Regions from separate parts of the Mus musculus genome. Here regions 2 and 3 are each linked to region 1. The links are chromatin contacts, called in public HiChIP or PLAC-seq maps. All regions are on one chromosome and are shown on one strand. Each heading gives the region's core, a stretch centred on a gene start, on an enhancer-like site or on the middle of the called end of the contact. The rest is flanking DNA. Distances are from core to core; before and after follow the strand shown.

Evidence for each region. HiChIP or PLAC-seq counts read pairs in DNA pulled down with a chosen protein or histone mark.
Region 2: an H3K27ac HiChIP or PLAC-seq map of bone marrow-derived dendritic cells shows a contact between it and region 1, with 15 times the contacts expected there. The contact joins two enhancer-like sites. A contact is called at or near these places in 1 of 39 promoter capture datasets (hippocampal neurons) and 1 of 115 datasets of contacts at active chromatin or transcription factors (bone marrow-derived dendritic cells).
Region 3: an H3K27ac HiChIP or PLAC-seq map of T-cell acute lymphoblastic leukemia shows a contact between it and region 1, with 4 times the contacts expected there. The contact joins two enhancer-like sites. A contact is called at or near these places in 9 of 39 promoter capture datasets (the C10 cell line, cranial neural crest, embryonic stem cells and 5 more) and 8 of 115 datasets of contacts at active chromatin or transcription factors (T-cell acute lymphoblastic leukemia, acute myeloid leukemia, astrocytes and 4 more).

Annotation. Positions count from the first base shown.
Region 1 is chr13:6,632,335-6,634,969 of GRCm38.p6, forward strand. The region is part of intron 2 of Pfkp (phosphofructokinase, platelet); the gene reads right to left. Gm35730 (a long non-coding RNA gene) reads left to right here. Exons shown (of 3, transcript XR_382032.3): 1 at 1-190. Among named protein-coding and RNA genes, the nearest start is that of Gm35730, 5.9 kb to the left of the region's middle. Within about 2 kb of position 1,342, at least 128 of the 459 cell types and tissues checked have an H3K27ac peak or open chromatin away from gene starts, as enhancers often do. A contact at or near this core is called in T-cell acute lymphoblastic leukemia and bone marrow-derived dendritic cells, where this site is marked.
Region 2 is chr13:3,775,289-3,777,923 of GRCm38.p6, forward strand. No RefSeq gene overlaps it. Among named protein-coding and RNA genes, the nearest start is that of Gm35190, 9.3 kb to the left of the region's middle. Within about 2 kb of position 1,348, at least 36 of the 459 cell types and tissues checked have an H3K27ac peak or open chromatin away from gene starts, as enhancers often do. A contact at or near this core is called in bone marrow-derived dendritic cells, where this site is marked.
Region 3 is chr13:8,782,552-8,785,186 of GRCm38.p6, forward strand. No RefSeq gene overlaps it. Among named protein-coding and RNA genes, the nearest start is that of Wdr37, 87 kb to the right of the region's middle. Within about 2 kb of position 1,305, at least 19 of the 459 cell types and tissues checked have an H3K27ac peak or open chromatin away from gene starts, as enhancers often do. A contact at or near this core is called in T-cell acute lymphoblastic leukemia, where this site is marked.

The sequences.
Region 1 (2,635 bases), core at 92-2,591:
CAGGCCCTGACGGGGCTGCTTGCTGTGGCTGCACAGGCTCCTACTTTATCCTTGGAAGAGGTGTGCTAGGATTCTAAAGCTTTGGATTGCAAAAGGCAGCATGGCTGCGACTGCATGTGTGACTCAGTGGAGGCCATCCCTGGAGGTGTCAAGTTCTGTACAGAAAGGTACAGCCAGCCCCTCACACCAGGTAAGCTGAGCCAGAATAATTTCCAGCCTTATTCCAGGTCACCAGGGCTTTGCTGTCAAGCACGTGGGTAAAAGCTAACAGATCTGGGGGTGGGGGGCTTTTTTGTGTTTTAAAATTAGAGAAGTGAAAGTTTTACATCTACACTGGATGATGACGCTCCACATTACTCAGGCACTGCTTATTGCCACTGAAGGAAAGAATCTCATACATGTGCCGAGTCCTCCGGCATCATCGCCTCCCTCTCACAACGAACAAGGCTTCCAGAGTCTCAGACTGAACATTTACTCGCTTCCCCCAGCTCAGCAGCTAGCGGGTTCAAAGAGTGCATAAGCCAATCCAATAAACCCTGCCTTACAGTCATATATTGTTAGTTCTGTTTCTCTAAAGAGCTCAGAAAACAATACTGTAGAGGATAAATCCAGTTAGCCTCAAAAGAAAGATTAAATGTCTTCTGTTGTAGGCTGACAAGATGTTCTCCCTCTCAACTCTTTAATTTGTGAAATCTGTAGAGTCTAGTCGCCCCAGGTCTGGAGTTATGTAAATACCATCAGAACTCAGACAGATAAGACAGACAGATAAGACAGGATTCGACAGAGCAAAGTACAGACACACAAGACGCAAGAATTACAGACACAGGGCAACTGAGGAACTGAGAGTTTACCAGGTAGCAAAGTTAGACCCCACACACAGACATCAGCTTGTAGTCTCTTCCCCAACTAACACTCAAACCAGAGTGGACTCTTTATGGAACAGTGGGCTTCTCATAATTGTTAGAATGGGACCAACCGATTCTTCAAAGTTGAGGGTTATCGTATCCATTTTAAAAGGTGTTAGACAGAGTTCTGCTGCTACCACCTGGCTGCCAGGTACAATAATCTCTCTAACAAAACTGTCTTCAAGCAATGGCAAATGTCCTTCTGTATAAGTCAGCCCTAAGGTAAACTTGGGGGCGGGAGAGGGGTCACAAGGCAGAGCTCCTTCTGTCCCTGCAAAGGACTGAACAGTAACTTGGGGAAGGACAACTGTTTGGGGAGCATTCGGTTTGACTATGAAATAACAGAAATAACTTCCTTCCTTCCCTCATATGCCCTACTGAGCCCCCAGCAAGATCAAAGCAGTGACTCACGTGGGACTCTCTACTTTCCACTAGGTGCTCGGCTGCACGCAGCAAGAGCAGAGGACACCAGGGCTATGGCCTGAGTAGAAATCACATGGGCTCCTGAGAGAACGTTCTGTAGACTCTAAGTCATAGTGAATTTGAAAGTGCTGCTAATTTTAACAGGAAACCTCATCTGGCGCTGCTCCAACCCCAAAGAGCTCATGAAAGCCACATTTACTTATTAAGAACTGCTCTGCTCTCGGCCAGAATGCACAGTTTTATCACAAGGCTCAAGGCAAAAGAGAGTGAGAGAGAGAGAGAGAGAGAGAGAGAGAGAGAGAGAGAGAGAGTGAGAGAGGTGGGGCGCGTTGGGGGTGGGGGGAGTGTTGGAGGAGGTGAGAGTAGCTACCTCTGTTCACAGGCAAGCTCTGAAACAGAAGCAGAAGGAACAATGTCGAGATCCAACTGAAACGTGGGGCTGACACTTGAAGCCCAGTGGTCCTAATGGATAAGTCAGCCGTCCCCCCATAGCCCCTGCCACACTCTCGGGGCAGGCGGCAGAGGAGGAAGAGAGCTTATGGTCTGTGTGGCTTGGATCCTAATCTATGATTATACCTCACGGAGCAGAGCAAGGGATGGCAGCAGTCAGGACCAGAGCCCAGGAATGGAAATTCACAAGGCAAATTTGACCTTCACGTGTTCCAAACAGTAAGCGCCAATGCGGTCAGAATGGACTAGGGGCTAGAACCACCGCAAACTGCCCAAATGTAAGAAACAAATTGCACGCAGCCACAGAGTCTGAAAAGCAAATTAAAACACAAGGGTCGAGGAAACCTCTACCAAGCAAATGATAAACACACGGTGCAGTCGTTTTACAAAAGAGAAGTCGCATGAGTATACCAGCAATGAGACACCTGCCTGCAGGCATCTGATGTCATCACTCGGGAGCCATGGGGTTCAGAGTTAGGGTTGGAGGGGCTTTCAAAAAATGCTTCTGCAGCTAGAGGTATCTATCACAATGGTCATGGCTTTTAGCCGATTGATGCCATCATCTGTGGACCAAGGCACAGATCTAAAACAGAATTTTAAGTAGTAACGTAGACCTGAAAGTGTTTAGACAGTTTTTAAGTAGTGAGGAGTAACCTAAATGGACGAGTGACATAGGAATCTTACACATCAATTTGATGGGGCACTACCCCTTTTGCTTCTAGGGCAATTCCCCTGTCTCTCTGCCCTCCTACCTTGTCACAGTACTAAAGGGATTATAGATGGGTGTGACCACAGTGGCTTCTACAAGACTTCTGTGAAATCACATTTGGGTCCTGTTACTTGTGTGGCAAGCTCTT
Region 2 (2,635 bases), core at 98-2,597, 2.9 Mb before region 1:
ACTGTGAAACAAGAAACCTTTGCTGTTTAAGGGGCCCAGTCTAGGCTATTTTGCTATGGCTGACCTAGATGATGAAGACTGCCCCTAATACCATCTCCGGGTGACTGAATCCTCTTCTTCTGACTTGTTCAACCGCACAATTATTGCCTTAACAAATGCATCCTTCTATAGTCTGGAAGTCAGAAGTCCAAAACCAAGGGGGGGTGGCATGATGGCTTAGTGGTTAAAGCTGCTTGTCAGGCAAGCCTGGCAATCAGGGTTTAATTCCTGGAACTCATGTAAAGGAGGAAGAAGAGAACTGACTCCAGGCTGTTCTCTGCTATCCACATGTGCACTGTGGCATGTGTACACTCATACTCAAACATTATTTGCACACTCACACAATAATGATGACAATGATGATAATAACAACAACAGCAATAATCAGTTAAATAGAAGAAGGCCCATATCAAGGTATGGGCAGGGCTATATTTGGAGATATGTCTTTTGGGGGCTTCAGAGGTTCTTGTTCAGCTCTGTAAGCTACTTACTTCCTTGGCTATAGTCTTTCCTTCAAATTTCTCCTCTCTCCACTCATCTCTGCCTCTCACGCTGATCCCTACCTCCACAGTAATCCAGGGTCATGTTCACATCTCAAGAGCCTTCCCATAATTATACCCTCAGTCTCTTTAGTCATGGGAAGACATATTCTTCCAGACCTGAAGGATGATGTCAACCACACCCCTTCCCTACCCACCAATGTGCATACCTCGCAGATCCCCACAGACTGCTTGGGAAAGGAGAGGCCAGGTAGGAGATAAGGATGGCTTCTGCTTCCCACCCTGGTCTCATTCCTGACCAACTCAACAGCATACTGCCAACAATAACCTGTGAAGACGGAAAGGGAGATGGGGATGGGGGAGGCGTGGGTTCCAGGTTGAGTCCATGCAGGCTGAGAATGTTAGCTTCTAAGCATAAGTAGAGGACACGGGTAAAGGGCTTGCTTAGCTTTACGGCCAAGGAGGGAGCTGCTGTGGTTTTGGTTCCCAGCTTGCTCTGGAAACATGGCAATCTGAGCTTTAATTTTCTCGTCTGGAAAATGGGGGTGATGGAACTCTAAATTAGACATAATTGGACTCAAAGATCCATGTGTCTATATTCCGAGTCCCTCCATAAGGAGCTGCAACCAAACTTGGTAGTAAGTCAACCAGAGCCTGGCTTTGTGGAGTTTCTTTTGGTAACATGTAGCTGAGTCTCAGCCAATCACAGCAGCAGAGCTTCAACCACACGCACTAGGCAACCGATCCAACTATGTTCAAATAAGGCAAATATGGAGTTAGAACCAATGAAGCAGCTTCTGTGCCTCACTTCTGCTTTGGCTTCTCTCCCACTTCCCACCTCCTACCCACATGGTCCAGCAGAGCCTCTCCTGTGGTATCTGTACTGTCTGATTCAACCATCTGTCTTTTCTCAGCGTGAACTCTCTTAAACTGAATCCTCCAGTTTTTATTGTTAGAGAGCACTACCTTGCTGGGCTGTGGAAGTTACTTATTAATTTCGGTTTTGCAGTGGAAAGATGTTAGTATGATATTAGGTGTTCTGTCCATGCTGGCTGTTATGATGGCAGTGTCTCTATGGTCTGTCTCTTCAGTATGTGTGTGTATGGTGTGGTGTGGTTATGAAATTGGTGGGTCTGATGAAGGCTGGGATGGCTAACAGCAAAAGCCTAGGACAGGTCACAAAACACTGTATCAAACCTGGTATCGAAGGCCATTCTTCCTGAGATGGAGAGATTACTCAGTGGGTGGAGCACTCACAGCTTTTGCAGAGGACCCGGGTTCAGCTCCTAGCATCCATTTGGAGGCTCGTGCCAGACTATAACTACAGTTCCGGGTCTTCTGACCTCTGTGGGTGCCAGACAAGTACACGATGCATACACATACATGTTAGTAATATATTTAACACTCATAAAACAGTATCAATAAACCTAAAAAATTACTGTTCTTCCCTCCTTCTTATTTAAAATACTTTCCTTCCTCCTTATTTCTAGGTAACCCACTGATAAGAAATTGCATTAAACTGACTTCATGCCTCCACCCTAACACCTCCATTTACACTCAGAGTTTACACCCATCATTAGTCACCCTGAATGAACTAGGAGTTGTGTACCGGCCAGATGTCGCCCTAAGATTGAACTCATTGGGTCATGGGAGGTGATCGTGTGGGCTTTAGCTCCCTCGCAAAATGAGGCAAGCATGTATGTCCACATGAGTATGTCTGTGTAGTAATGTATGCATGTACATACCTGTGTAGACTAAGGAAAGAGAAGAAGAGGTTGTGGTCTCCTTCCAGTCTCTTGGAGTGGAGGCTTGGAGTGGAGGCATGACTTGAGCTCACAGAGCTTATCTGTGCTCAGTTGGAAATGTCAGCCTGCCTAGGGTGGTTGAATTGGGTGGGAACTCGGGCCTGGCTATTCAACTCAGGCCTGCCTACTTGACAGGTCTTGATTTCTCAGGAACAGGAAAAGGAAACATGGAGATAGGGAGGTCTTTGGGCAGGTGGTAGAGGAAGCTAGAAGGGCAAAAGCTTTGCAGTCCTTCCCCTGTCTGTGTGTTCAGGCACAGTCCTCTTTGCCACTCTCTCCATTTTCTCACCC
Region 3 (2,635 bases), core at 55-2,554, 2.2 Mb after region 1:
CTTAGTGTTCCTGCCCCTCCACTGGGGGCCATGGGCTTAGGGATGCTGGTCCCTGCATTGGCACAGAATGCCTCCAGTCTGACATACAAAATCACCACGTACCACTCCACAGCTGACTCCACACTGAGTCATTTTTCAAAATAAAGCAAAGTGTCAGGCAGGTTTCCGAAATTCCCTCACAGGCCTGGCAAGCAATGACCCCAGGGACTCCTGAAGGTGTGGGGAGGAGGCCAGAGCAGGGGATGTGGACAAGCAGAGCCAGGACATTCTGAAGGTTGAAATTAATCACCAGATGGCCTCGGAAGCTCATTTTCCACACGCCACCAACAGGAGTCAAATTTCTCATGCAATCTCAGGAAGCAAAAACAAATGAGCACTGGAGTAGCTTGAGGTTCCCTGGAACAGTATTAAGCACCTCTGATACCTAAGGTCCTGTGCTTGTGGCTGGGAGGTAGAGACAGATGAGCAAGGCTACCTGTGGGTAGCACGGTGTTCTGCTGCAGAAAACAGCTCTGTGGGTTTTACAGACATGGAAGTCCTGAGAAAGAGTGACATCCATCTGCTGATTCTTGTGGTAGGTAATGCTCCTTCATCCATGATCCAGGTAAAGAGACCTTCACAGCCCTGTCACTAGAACACCAGAGAATTCTGCATCCCAGAGGGCTAGGGGGCTGAACTTGGCCAAACAGATAAAAAAAAAAAAAGGTCACCAGTGTGTTACAAGACCCTAAATTTTCTAGAAAAATCTGGAACAAAAGAGAATCACCATGATCATGGATGCCGGGAGTGCTGACTCAAGATGGGAATCCCAGGTTTGGGGAGACAGAGACAGGAGGATGCCTGAGTCTTACTGACCACCCTGCTCTAGCTCTGTGGATGAGGTCCAGGCCAATAAGAGAGATCCTATCTCAAAGGAGGTGGACGTTTACCTCCCGTAACTCCAGCTCCAGAGGATCCAATGCCTTCTTCCAGCCGTCAAGGACACCTGCACTCACACATACATACTGAAACACAGATGTACACACATACACAGGAATAAAAGTAGAATAATAAAAGACCCTATTGGGCAGTGGATATAGTGCTCCTTTAGTGGATGCATCTTGATGGTGAGGGAAAGCAAGGGGAGAGTGAGCAGATAGCCTTGGCCACTAGGAACCAGGGAAGAACAACAAACTCAAAGTTTCTCTCCTTAGGCTTCCCTGTGAGGCTGGTGGTTGCTTTTATCTCAGGTGGAGAGAGCAGTGTGGCAACACCCTCCCATCTTGTGTTTGTGTGATCCTATTTCCTTCTGTGGGTTAAAGCTCTTCTGTGGGTTATTTTTCTCACGGTTCCAACAAAAGCAACTTACAGAGGCAAGCGTTCGTGTACCCCACAGTCTGAGGGCACAGCCCATCATCATAAGGAAGATGTGAAGTCAGGTGCATGACGAAGCTGGTCGGTCACATTGCATCTGCAGTCAGAACCCCAGCCCGTGGGATAGCACTGCCCTCATTCAGCACGGGTTTCCCTCCTCCGTTAACTCTTTCTGACAACACCTTCACAGACACCCCCAGGGCTGTGTCTCCTAGCAGATTCTGGATTTAGTTGAGCGGATAGTGACACTAACCATCACAGACTCCAGAGCCTTTAGCTCCTCTGCACACTCCTTTCTGGCCTACCAACTGCGCTTAGATGAACATATGTGCTTAGATGCATAGGTGACTATCTATGGCCATCAGTTCTGTCTCACATGGATCCTAAATTTACACAGAAACAGACGACACAACGCAGAGGGCCTGTCCTGACATGGAAGCTCCCTTCTCAGAGTATAGCTGTAGCTAGATCTTAAAATGAAGTCTTCTCTTCTGGGGGAGAAGGCTAATTGACAGAGCATCACTGTGTAGCTCTGGCTTTCCTGGAACTTTCTCCCTCCTCCACCTCCTCAGGCCTTGCATTGCAGACGTGTGCCAGGCAGCCTGACTGAAGGCGTGTTTAAAGCCCTATTTCCAGTGTTTGCTGGCTACTGCGGAGGTAGCCACAGAAGACCTGAAGGTGGGGGGTTTGCACTCTGAAGCTCCACCTCCATCCTGTCTGTCTTCGTCCATTAAGGCCCACCTCGGCAGCCGTGTGAAGATGCAGCCGCTGTGCACCAAGTTCCCTGTGGGATGTGTTCCCACTACTCACCCTTAAGAGATAAGAAGAGAGGGAAATCAGCAAGATGACGCTCAGGATCTCTGCATACGGCTTAGGAGTTGCTCACTTAGCTGTCTGTTTTGACAGATAACAGAAGGGTTTTGAGGTTTTTTGTTGTTTTTTTTTTTTTTTCCTCCAGAAGGCATCCCATATGTAGGCTCAGAAAATGGCACTCTCCCCCTTGCAGTAAGAGAGTGCATATGCACACATGCATAAGCTAACACACCCGCTTTGTCAAACTTCTCCGAGGCAGCTTTGGAGAGAACATCGTTTCTCCATTACCCTTCTTAGGACAGATATCTGTTACCCATCACATCCTAAAAACAATCATCTGTTTATTAAGGGAAGCCATCACATGTGGTGGCAAGAGCGCTTGCCGGGCTCAGAAATGAAAACCACGCCATGGTTTTTGATGAATTTGTTCTGTGCTTCTAAACACGATGTGAAAAAAGTTAATGAGTGA